Regions from separate parts of the Capra hircus genome. Here region 1 is linked to region 2. Evidence: chromatin contacts called from public Hi-C data. All regions are on one chromosome and are shown on one strand. Each heading gives the region's core, a stretch centred on a gene start, on an enhancer-like site or on the middle of the called end of the contact. The rest is flanking DNA. Distances are from core to core; before and after follow the strand shown. Region 1 has its middle 9.6 kb from the start of TNRC6B. Region 2 holds the start of RPS19BP1 (active regulator of SIRT1).

Region 1 (6,375 bases), core at 766-3,265, 440 kb before region 2:
CATCCCCAGCCTTCATTCTGCAGGCCGCACTGTGTGATCTTGTGCCAGTCATATAAACTGCCTGAGCTTCAGCTTCTTCATTTCTAAAATAAGGGTACTGGATCAGATTTGTTATTCTGGACTCGAAGGTAATAATAAGACCCCAAGTTTGTAAGCACATGCTACGCCAGCCGGGACTGGCCATGCAAAATGAAAACATGGGGCTCCTTGTTCCAGAATTATTAAGAATTTCAAGACAGCAAGAGCAGAGCATTACATCAAATGTGGGACCCTCTGCCTTCTGGGTGCAGGACCCTTGGGAGCCCTCAAGTTGCATGCTCATGAAGCTGGCCCCAGTGCCATGTCCTGCTGTGTAATTATATAGGTATTAACTTATTCAATCCTCATAGCAATCTTATGAGGTCAGGACGGATGAGGAAACTAAGGCAGAGAGAGGTTAAGTAACTGTCCAAGGTCACGGTTTTTAATTGGTAGGGCTGAGGAAACTTACACCTGTTGGTTGAGGTGGTTGGGAGATCCACACTGGAATGATGGTTCCCTCCTGCAGGAGGACTTCCTGGTGGCCTCTCAGCAGGGCCACACCCATTCCTTCCTCAGTGAGTTTGCCTGCGAGGGTGCTGCTGCCTCGGTTCCCCTCTCCTCCTTCCCCAGTTCTGAGGTGTACACTTCTTTCAAGGTTCAGGTCCAGCCCCTGTTCCTCTCGGGGCTTCTGGAGTAGAGAAGCCACCCACATCTGCTCTCCCTAGATTATCTCAGTTCCCTGTGTAGAGTTAGACCCAACCCAGGCCTGGCCATAGGGACTGTTCATAGCTTCAGAGCCCTGACTTAACCCTGACTGACACTCTTGAGGCTCACTGATCATACAAGGCTGGAGAGAAAACTTCTTTAAATCTCTCCCCACAACCATACAACAGCTTGTGATATGAGCCTGTCTTCCCCACCAGACTGCAGAGGACTTGAAGGCAGATATTATAACTGAAGGACATAGAAGACTGTCTTTGGTGTTTAAAAGTCTCTTGAAAGAGTTCTTTCTAGGCTCTGGACATTTTCCTGGAATGTCTTGCCTCCTTCTCCCCTCTCTCATTCACTCTTCAAGTGTTGGTTCAGAGATCACCTCCTCCTCCAGGAAGCCTTCCCTGACCTCTACCCCCAGATTGAGTTAAGTGCCTCCTTTGGGCTGCTACACCCCCTTTGCTTCTCTACCATCATGCTTGCCTTTTGTGTCCATCTTCTACACGTGGTTATCAACACCTTGACGGCAGAGACCAAGTCTCTCTTAGTACAGTGCCTGGGCCACAGGAATTTCTCAGTAAGTTTGTTTGAACTAACAGATGAACAAAAGCAAATGTTAAACACATGTTGGTTATTATGGCCCTCAGCACAGGGCTGGGCACCTTACGTAAATGTAAGGGCACTTACACGAACTTATGAAATGGGTGAAAACCAACAACCCCAGAATTTTTGTTAGGAAGGGGGCTCAGGGGCAGCAATCTTGTTGGGGGTGCGGGCTGGGGGAGTTCTCCTGGCAGAGCAGTGGCAAAGCAGTGAAGAATCGCAGGGGTGACAGCTGGCAATTAGAGCTGGGAAGTGGGAAGAAAGTGGCCAGGGGTCCACCTGGCTTGCAGGCCAGATCCAATCACTGCCTATATTTGCACAACTCTTGAGATGAGAATGATTTTTACATTTTTTAAAGAGTGGGTGGGAAAATGAAAAGATGGGTAATATTGTGACACGCAAAAATGATACAAAATTCAAATTTCACGGTCGACAAAGTTTCGCTGGAAAGCCACCCCACTCGCAATCACAGTGCTTTCAGGCTTTACTACTGCAGCGGTTGTGGTCGTCACCGACCCTCTACCCGCCACGTCCTGAAAGCCTAGAACATCTACTCTGTGGCCATTTATAGGAAGTTTGCTGAGCCCTGGCCTCTGCCTTCGTCGCCCCAGGAGGAACGCGAGGCTCTGCGAGCGGCCGCCAGGGGTCAGCATCGCCCCGCGGAGCCTCAGCCGGGCGCTCCTTCCGGACCTGCAGCCTCCGGTCCTGCGCCGCGACCCAGGCCGGCGCTGGGGCTCCTCCCGGTCCGTGCCCCGGAGACGCCGGCAGTTGTCGTGGCCGGCAAGTGCGCGGAAAGGGTTAGAAGGAAGCTGGGGAGGGTCAGGAGCGTCATGGAGGGTTCGGGACCGGCCCAGAGGTTCGGCGGCCCTGTCTGATGTGCTATTTCCTTGGTTTGGGTTTCATTTGTATTTTATATAGGAAGGAGTCGCCAAACAAACATTAAAAAAAAATCTTTACCCCAAACTAATCGGTCAAGAAAGGTTTGGGACTTTTGAACAACCAGTTAAGACGGTGGCCATCTTGCAGGCTTGCAAGTAACAAACGCCAAGAGCTGGGGTGGGGTGGGGTGAGCGGGCACCGAGGAGCTCTGGCCCTGAACAGAGGGCGCCGCGTGGCATCTCTGGAACTATTCTTCCTCTTTCTTTGAGAAACTAGACCTGGAAACTTCTTCCAGGTGGACCAGGCTTTAACCTCACGTGCCAGCTGTATACTGTGCTCACTCAGTCGTGTCTGGCTCTTTTGCAGCCCCATGGATTGTAACCCACCAGGCTCCTCTGTCCGTGGGATCTCCCAGGCACAGGGATACTGGAGTGGCTTGCCGTTTCCTCCTCCAGGGGATTTTCCAGACCCAGGGATCCACCCTCTTCTCCTGTGTTTCCTTGCCTGTCAGGCGGATTCTTTGCCGCTGAGGCACCTGGGAAAGCCTGTGTTGGGCTAACTACTCACCGTTGAAAGTGGCCATTTTCCCGGGAGGGAGCAGGGGAAAGCATCAAGAAGAGAATGTCCCAGGAGGGAAATGCTCCCCACCCCACCCCCCACCCCCCTACCCCCACCCGCCCTCCGAGTCACACCACCAGAGGCATCAGCCCTCCCGGAGCTCTCCATCTATCTTAGCCACTGAGCTGAGTGCTTCACTCCGCCTGGCCTCAGCAGAATGGTACCAAGAGTATCCCTGTTGTACTCAGATGGATGCGGAGCAGCTTGCTGGGTCATTTAGCTGATGTGTGCCAGAGTGGGGAAGCCTGCCCCCTTTGCTCTGTCCTCTCACTGCCACAAGCCTCAGTGAAGATGACAGCAAGCAGGATGGGTCCCCATGCTAAATCTGCGAGGGACTCCCTTGCTCATCATTCATCCTCAGGCCTGGCATGCGATAAATATCCACTGAATGAACAGATGAAAAAAGCCTTCCAGGTACCGCGGTGAAATGCCTTTCCTTGTCCAATCGCCTAGTTTCCAAGACTTCTAGGAGGAGATGAGCCAGGGAGTCCAACTGCTCCTCGGGAAGTGAGGGCCCCCAGGCATGGCTCTTGGCTCTTAGCATGGGATGGGATGTGCTTTTCCCATGCTTGTGCCCAGAGGACTGTGGCCTCTGCAGGCATGCAGCCTGTTCTTGCCTTTTCTCCCTTCCTCCTCTAGGCTCCCCAGGCATTTGCTGACTTCCGGAACAGGTCCCAGTGGGTCTCCTACGACATGGACATCTGTCCCTAGAGCTGCTTTCTAGTGGCTGCAGACAAGTGGCTATCACTGGAAGAGACCGTGGGATGCAGTGACAGTGTCCTAGGAGGGTCTGAATAACCAGATTCGAGCCCTTGACTTGTTGGATGGCTGTGGACACATTTCCTCACCTCAAAGCCCATCTTCTCCTCTGTTTTTGTGTCAGCCTTTGCAAGAAGCACGCAGACAGGGTCATTCCTGAGCAGCCAGAGAGGCCTGGAGACCTGGGCCATTGGGAAATGAAGACTGTCCACTGAGGACACAAGCTGAAAGGAAAAGCCTTCCCAGAGGATTTGATCAGGAAGGACTCCAAAGTCCTTAAGAAATTAAATTCTGTTTGGTTTCCCTGTCCAGTCTCAGGAGTCAGGAATAAGACTGAAAGGTCTAAGGGACTTCGCTGGTGGTCCAGTAGTTAAGACTTTGCTCTTCCAACACAGGGGACACAGGTTCAATCTCTAGTGGGGGAACTAAGATCCCACATGCCGTGCGTCAGAACCAAAAAAAAAGAAGACTGCAAGGTCATGGTCAATTCTGGAGCCTCTGACACCACCCACATGTATGAGCCTGACTTATTCTCTGTATCACATGGCTGTCAAGTGTTCAATCATCAAATGAGTCGTTACTAAGCAGATACTGCAGATACGACGGTGAGGCAGAAAGATGGCGTCCTGTCTCCAGGCACAGAATGGGTATCATTTCAGGCAGCATAGAGTGGGGGAGTGGGAGGCAGGGCCTTCCTCATTTCAGAGCCGGGAGGGCAGAAGCTTCACAGAGGAGGGTTGAGTCAGACCTGTCCAACTTTTAAAGCCTTCTGGCTGATCTAGTGATGCCCTCCTCCCTGCCTCCCCACCCCTGCGCCCCAGAGAACACGCTAGCATCCACCCCACCACTTCCTAAGGTGTGCATCCTCTCCACCCTGGCCTGGATCAGCTTCCTGAACCCAGGGTGCCTGTTCTGCACCACACCTCCTGCTGCTGCTGCAACAGCAGTGCAGACGATGCCAGTGACAGCCGCTGGGTCCTCCAGGCGGGAGGGACGGGGCGCAGAGCCAGGCAATAAACTATACGCACAGCTCATGGCAGGGCTAATTAGCTGCTAAGGGGGCTTCGTCAATGTTTACTCAGAACATGTCACGGCACCCCAAGGAGCAGTCCTCACTGGCCCGCGCGGAGGAGGGCGGATGTCTCTCTGCTGTCAGCCCTGGCTGCCTTTGGAGGTGGGGACGTGGCTGGGCAACACACAGGTAATGTCCAATGGTGCTGTCTGTGTAGGACTTTAACCAAGACTGAAGGAAGGGGAACAGACTGGGAGGAAACGTGGCAGGGCTGAGTGGAGTAAGACAGATATGGCACATAAACACACCTGTTCCGGGGAGTCCAAGGCGGGGACAAGCTTAGCTAGGTAACTAGAATGAAGATGGAAGATGCTATTATGTCAGTCACAGAAAGCAAAATCTTTGGCAAGTCAACCAGTCTCTGGGCCAAAGTGTCCTGTCAAACAAAAGGAATGGTTTTGCAGGAGATATGCCCAGGAAAGCAGCCCAGGGAGGAGGAGCACGTGGCCTTTTCAACTGAGCTCAAAGAGCTCTTTTTCAACTGGAATGATTTTAACCCCCAGGGACACTTGGCAACTTCCAGAGCTATCTTTTGGTGGTCTCACCTGAAGGGTGCTGTGGCTTCCCTGGGGACTCAGACAGTAGAGTCCGCCTGCAATGTGGGAGACCTGGGTTTGATCCCTGGGTTGGGAAGATCCCCTGGAGGAGGTCATGGCAACCCACTCCAGTATTCTTGCCTAGAGAATTCCATGGCCAGAGAAGCCAGGCAGGCTACAGTCCACGGGGTTGCAAAGAGCTGGATGTGACTGAGCAACTAACACACGCTTCTGCTGTGAAGGTGCTACCGGCAGTCAGCAGGGAGGCTGGGGCGCTGCTAGGCATTCTACCACATGTAGGACAGACCCTCTCCCAGCAGAGAATCTGGGGTCCCAAGTGTTGTAGGCAGGAAACCCTGAGCCGGAGGAGCAGACTTGGGTCCGCGGTGCTGTGGGACTGTGAACAGTGTCCTCCTGGTCTGAAAAACGCAAGCGGTTAAGAGCTGAGTGGCTCATCACACAACTTTGTGAGGCTCAGTCTCCAGAACAAGAGGCTCCAGGCTCACAACGGGAAAACTTCCTGTTCACTTTGGAAAGGGCCTTTCCCTGAATTTTTTCTTAGTTCAAAACCTGCAAAAATACATACATAAATAAAGTTGACTTGAATCTTGAAAAAAAAAAAAAACCTGCAAGTGTGGGACTTCCCTGGTGGTTCAATGGCCAAGATTCTGCCATCCCAATACAGGGGCCGGGGTTTGATCCCTGGTCAGGGAACTAGATCCTATACTGCAACTGAAGATCCTTGGGGGGGGTGGGGGTAAAATCCTGCATGCCGCAACCAAGACCTGGCACAGCCAAATAAGTAAATAAATATAAAAAAGAAACAACGAGACCCTGGGGTAACTGAAGCACCTGGCACAGTGACTGGCATATAGGAGGTGTTCATAAGTTAAAAAGAGAAAAAAAAGTCACAGCAAAAAGAAAAAACAGCCCCCACCCCACTTCTGGTCCCATTTCCTCCCTATCTCAAGGCTGCCCTCTTGGTCTAGCCTTTCTATTAGGGTCCATACAGGCACAGAGTAGTGCTGTTGGCTGAGGCCATCTCAAAAGCGCCCCTGAAGGATCAGGGCTAAACAGACCCTGAGGATGGCTGACAAGGGACACTGGGAAGTTTTGCCAAATGTCAAGGGCAAGCCCCCCACCCCCAACCCCCGTGCAGGGGTCCCACCTTCTCGC
Region 2 (6,232 bases), core at 511-3,010:
CCAACCATCTCATCCTCTGTCATCCCCTTCTCCTCCTGCCTTCAATCTTTCCCAGCATCAGGATCTTTTCCAATGAGTCAGTTCTTCGCATCCGGTAGTCAAAGTACTGGAGTTTCAGCTTCAGCATCAGTCCTTCCAATGAATATATAATAACAGAAATGAGAAAATCTGGCCATTTCAGAAGCAGGAAAAAAGAGCCTGTCTGACATCATTGTAATGCTGGGACCGCCCCCCCCTGCCCCCACCACCCCACCAAGCCCTCAGGGCAAATCTGTGGCCCTGATGCCAACGAAACCACCCAGCCCTCTGCTCCTTCAGGGCCACACCTGTCCCAAGGGACAGGCCCCCACTACAGGGTCCTCCTGGCCCGGACACTCCCCTCCCACACTGCCAGCTCTTCTCCAGAGGCCTCCTGACCCACACCGCATCCTGGGTGGTTGGCACAGGCCAGCAATGCATAAATGCTCCAGCCCGATGGTCTTTCTTTATTCCCAGCTCTGACACCATCGATGTGACCTGGATAGGTTCCTTGGCCCCTCTGAGCCATTTATAAAATGAGGGAAACAGTGGTTTCTACTTCAGAGCGAGGGGGGTGGTGTAAGTGAGCCAACAAATGTAAAACACTGAAAATAGCACCTCGAGGTACTTTGTTATTATTAATGTTTGTTTAGGCATTTCTCTCCCTTCTGGACAAGCTGGTGGAGGTTAGTCAGGTTCATTCACACAGGAGCAACTGAGTCACCTCCATGTCCTACACTCTACAGCGTCTAGTATACAAAAGGCCCTCAGAACATGTTTGTACTCCGAATTCATTCACCACTCATTTATTGAGTGCCTTCTGCATGCCAGGTACTGGGCTAGGAGCGCAGCAGCAGTGAACAAGACAGGGCTCCTCCCCGCAGCAAGAAGAGCACTAATTTCTAAGCCAGGATTTCTCAAACTATCGATATTTTATCTAAGAAACTCTTTGCAACCCCATGGGCTGCAGCCTGCCAGGCTCCTCTATCCATGGGATCTTCCAAGACAAGAATACTGGAGTGGAATGCTATTTCCTCCTCCAAGGGATTTTCCTGACTCTGGGATCGAACCCGTGGCTCCTGTGTCTCCTGCACTGGCAGCAGATTCTTTACCACTGAGCCACCCAAGAGGTGGCCCAAGGTCCTCTTCCTTCTTAAAAAACGTCAGAATCCCAAAGAGCTTCTGCATATGTAACTATCTAATGAGAGTTACCACGTTAGAAAATAAAACAAATACATTTTAAAATATTTATTAATTTAAAATAACAGTAACAAACTCACATATTAACGTAACTGATGTATTTTAATGAAAATGGTTGTATTTTCCAAAACCAAACAAAATAGTTTTTTTAAAAACCCACTGATACTGTTTTGCGTTTTTGCAAATATCTTTAATATCTGGCTTAAGGCAAGACAGCTGGATTCTCACGCCGAAGTAAACGTTGCTCTGGTTGAAGTATATGAAAAAATATTTCCAAAAACATATTTCCCTTTTTCGTAAAAACTGAGAATACTAAGTCCCCTCACCGGCCTTGTCCACTACGTAGCAGCCAGACCGCAGAGGCTTTACCTACGAGGCTGAGTTACTGGCGGGCGGTTTCCGGGAGAAGGTGCCGCCTGTCTCGCAAACGGTTGATTGGGTTGCGATTGGACAACAAATGCTTCTTTGGCGCTTTGGCCCCGCCTCCAGATCCCGCCCCCTTGCCGCCGATTAGTAAACCTTACGCATGCGGTCTAAGGAAGGTGGGCACTTCCGTCCGCTCACTGTGGAACTTTTGCTTCTGGCTCAGGTTTCCGCCGAAACCACCTCGGGGGCCAAGGCGGAAGTAGTTGAGCTCTGTGGGCAGAACTAAGGGCCGCTATGTCGGCTGCCTTGCTGCGGCGCGGCTTGGAGCTACTGGGGGCTCCTGAGGGTAAGGAGGCTCTGTCCGAGGACGTTCGGCCAGGCGGGAAGGTGGCAGGGGCTGGGGGCAGGAGCCCCGAGGGCGCCAAACGATCCAAACCAGTCTTAGCCTCGGTGGGATGGGAACCCTGAGCGCCCTCCGACCCGAGCCCTTTCTTTACAGCCCCCGGCCCCGCTCCAGGACACACCAAACCGAGCCAAGCTCCGATGAAGCGGACCCGGAAGGCGAAGGCGACCCAGGCCCAGAAACTGCGGAACTCCGCCAAGGGAAAGGTGCCCAAGTCGGCGCTGGGTGAGCTTGGGAAGGGGCAGAACGCGCTGCTTCCGGGGGCCGGGGGCGGTGCCCTGGAGGAACTGGCGCTGGAGTCAGGGCTTCACGTGTTACCCAGGCGTTTCTAGACTACCTGCCGTGCGACGGCCGCGGAGCGGGGTCCTGGGAACACGGAGATGAACGAGTCACATCGTCCCGACCCTCAAGGTCTACAGTCCTAGTGGGGAGAGAACACTGAGGAGTTTCAAAATCAGCGTTTTCAAACTTTTTGGGTTTGGGTTGGGTCAGGTTGGGTCTCTGTGATGAGATTTGTGCTGTAAAACTAGGGTACTTTGAAAGGGACTTAGAATAAAGACTTCTCTGAGGAAGCGACATTTAAGCACAGACCTGATGGAAGTATAAGAATGAGCTGGGGGAAGTATACTGTTGGCATATGTGGAATCAGAAGTTTACTATTAATCTTTGAAATGTCGAAAGAAAGAAGCCTGGTTGAGGTGACATACAGTAAAGGAGGGTGAGACACTGAGCGTTTAATACAAGTTAACACTCTGGGTGCTGTTCTCAGCCTCTGACAAATGTTTGCTCATTTGTTCCTCACAACCCTGTGAGGTCGGCGCTGTCATTACCCCCATTGCTCAGATGCAGAAACAGACCCCTGCCCAGATGGTACAGGTGGAAACCAGGCAGTGTGTCTCCAGAGCCCTGCTCCCACCTGTCCCTTCAAGCAGAAGGTGAGCACCGGTGACAGTGCAGAGATAACAAGAGAGTCCTGCAGATGGAAGCTGTGTTGATGGTCGTCAGTGGTGGATTGGCTGTGAGGATGGAGGGAGCATCTTGAGGGATTTGGTGACACTTAATGAGATGTACAGACTTGAACAGTGTGGGCAGGATGGCAGGGTGTTTTGATGTTTTGACCTGTGGTAGGACTTGAGCTCCTAATGTGTCTTCAAATCCCCAGTGTTAGTTGCTCGGTTGTGTCTGACTCTTTTGTAACCCCGTGGACGGTAGCCCGCCAGGCTCCTGTGTCCATGAGATTTTCCAGTTAAGAAAGTGGAGTGGGCTGCCATTTCCTCCTCTACGGGATCTTCCCAACCCAGGGATCGAACCCAGGTCTCCCACATTACAAGCAGATTCTTTACTGTCTTGAGCCACAAGAGAAGCCTCAATTCCCCAGGGCCTGGTGCAGTATAAAGGTGTTCAGGTATTTGTTAAAAGAACTGAGTCTCGGGGAGGTAAGACAACAGGAGCAAGTGTGAAATCAGGGAAGTGAGCCTGGGTTGAGCCACAGTGATTCCAGGGTGGAGTGGGCACCCCCTCCATCCCCACCCCATCCCACCACCCTGCCATGGCACATGAGTGAGGGCTCTCAGGGCCAACCTAAAGGACACCTCTGTGGATGCCACCTTGGTCGGAGCTATACCGTCTCTTGCCTGGATTATTACAAAAACTTCCTAATTGGCCTCCTCCTTCCCCCTCCCCCAGTCATCTGGTTCTCAGCATAGCAGCTGAAGTGATGCCGTAAAATCCTAAGTCAGACCTGTCTCTACCCTGCCTTGCACCCTCCAGGGGCTCCCATCGGCCTCAGTGAAAGCCTGAGTTCTTCTCATGCCTCCGTGCCTGCTGAAAGCCCCCCAAGATCTGCCCCCTCCAGCTTCCAATCCTCAGGTTCACCCCTCCGCTTCCTTCAAGCACATTAGTCACACTTCTGCCTCCGAGCCTTTGCACTGACTGTTCCCTCTGTCCAGAATGCTCTTCCGCCCACAGTTTAATGCTGTTTTCCTCCAGTCTTTGCTCAGGATTTCCTTCAGTGAATTTCAGGTCTTCTCAGAGCCTGCTGTTTATTTAGAATTGCCACCTTCCCCCCATCCCCTGCATTCCTCCTTTCTGATTGCCGTTCTTTTTTTCTCCATAAAACGTCCACCTTCTGAACTACTGTTTGCCTTGTTTACCATCTCTCTTCCTTCGGAATGGAAGCTCCATGAGGGCAGGACTTTGGCTCTGCCGTTTCCGGCTCTGTGCTCTTGCACCTAGAACAGTGCCTGACACACAGTAAATGCCCAGGACACATTTGTTGAATAAATCACTTGAGCAGCTGGAACCAAGGGGGACTTTGAGCGGGATCTATGTGGAATGTGGTTATGACATAAGAAGCCAGACTGTTGCAGTGACATGGGGAATGGATGATGGGGCCTTCAGCAGGGCTGGGGGGTGGGGGTGAAGTGGGGAGGTGTCAGAAGGGGACCCAGAAGGCTTCCACAGAGTGAATCTGGAATGATACCACCCTCCCTGCCTCCACAGCTGAGTTCCGGAAGAGAGAGCGTCGAGGTTACCTTGGAGTAAACCTGAGGTTTATGACCAGTGCAAGAAGCACAGTGGACGAATCCATCACCAGGCAGGTTCGTCAGGGGGATGGGCTGTGGGAAGTGGGGGTGGAAGCTGAGGCTGTCCCGGGGATCCCTGGGAGTCTCAGCCCTGAGCCTAGGGTGGCAGGTGGCTGGTGGGTCCCCACCCCCGCCCAGGCTCCCGAGAGCTGGACACACTGCTGTGCAGTGAGGGGCCTCCTCAGAGGACTGACAGCATATCAGGGAAGGTGGGAGCCTGGCCTCACTCCCCGGCGACCCCTCTGGGCCTTGGTCGGCTCCTCTGTGAATGGAAACGATGTGCCCTCCCCCTCCCCAGATGTGGTGAGGGCCGGGGGAGAGGGCAGCCCTGCCACGCTGTGGGGCTCTAGGTGGTGGAGTCACCACCCAGGGCTCCTGACCCCCACACGCCCCCAGATTGTGCACCAGAACCGGGGCCGCAAGGCCTGTGACCGGCCTGTGACCAAGACCAAGAAGAAGAAGAAGGCCGAGGGCACCGTGTTCACCGAGGAAGACTTCCAGAAGTTCCAGCAGGAATATTTCGGCAGCTAGGCTCCCAGGAGGGCGCAGCCTCCTCTGACGTCTCAGCCCGGGGTGGGGAACCCCTGGGGGAGCTGGCAAGCTGGAAGCCCACGGGAGGACCTTCGCTCAGACTTGAACTGACATTTCCAGGCTCAGGAGGTACCACCTGCCTCCCAGGAAGAAACACTTCCGACTGTTCTGTTTGCTTTGGCCCAGGGAGGGCCTCTGGGTTGTTTGCTGTGGAGAGGCCGGTCACTGGGCCCTTGGGGACCACACCTCTGACAGGAGGAGGGCCACTGGGTGGGCTTCGGGTTCTAATAAATGTGGCCCGGGGCTGTGTACTGCTCTAACAGGGTGTTTCCCGTTGTCTCCCCCAGTACCAAGGAGCCTCCACCACCACCCTCCCACCCCTCCAGCTGCTTCTTAGGCTCCAGGTGAGAAGTCCTTGGGCCCAGCCCCAGTGCAGATGCCAGCAGAGAGCAGTTCACAGCCTCCATGGGCCTCCTCCCCCTGGCGGGCAGCCACGGCTCAGAAGGCAGCTCTTGATGCAAAAATAGCACCCACAGCTGCTGCGGCCTCATTCCAGGGAAGCCGACACCAGGATCTGAGGGAGGGATCACTGCTGCCTCAGGCCAGTGCCCAGGGCACGTGCACACACAGTTGGGGGACAGATATCAAAGGCTACTTTTTTTTCCTCTTACCTCTGTCATGAGGTGGGAACTAGCGAGGTGAGGGGGAAGGTGGAGGCTGGGCCCCATCTGGTGGGCACAGGCACTGCTGAGCAGAATGCCTGAGTGGGTGAGTGGTGCTGCCTAGCTCAGGCTTCAGTGTGGTATTGATGACAAGTCCTGGTAGCCCCAGGAGTTCCTTCTGAGGACAAGTTGGGGGCCTTGTGGAGAAAGGGCCCTGGAGGCCTTCAGGCTGCTAGTCTGGCTCTTGTAGGGCCCCCACCCACCCACCCATGCCTAAAAGGCTCCTTGGGACATGCATTGTCTGGTGAGAACTTCCGAAGGGCCCCGTGGCTGTGAAGAGTTGGCCCACCCCACCATGGCTTCTTTAGTGCAGATTTTACCCCTTACACACCCATCCTGGCATGGGGAGCACTTTCCCTGGTTATTAGCCAGCTTTCCATCCTCAGTGGGGACACAGGGATCACAGA

Evidence for each region. Hi-C and Micro-C count contacts between places; a contact is called where the count stands out from the background.
Region 1: a contact with region 2 is called in a Hi-C map of blood, with 5 times the contacts expected there. The contact joins the enhancer-like site here to the promoter of RPS19BP1 in region 2. A contact is called at or near these places in 2 of 5 Hi-C or Micro-C datasets (both in blood).

What each region holds. Positions count from the first base shown.
Region 1 is chr5:110,314,966-110,321,340 of ARS1.2, reverse strand. No RefSeq gene overlaps it. Among named protein-coding and RNA genes, the nearest start is that of TNRC6B, 9.6 kb to the left of the region's middle. Within about 2 kb of position 2,015, at least 4 of the 5 cell types and tissues checked have an H3K27ac peak or open chromatin away from gene starts, as enhancers often do.
Region 2 is chr5:109,875,943-109,882,174 of ARS1.2, reverse strand. It overlaps RPS19BP1 (active regulator of SIRT1), which reads left to right and starts at 1,760. Exons shown (of 4, transcript XM_005681089.3): 1 at 1,760-1,930; 2 at 2,084-2,212; 3 at 4,490-4,587; 4 at 4,969-5,423. The coding sequence starts at 1,879. The coding sequence ends at 5,103.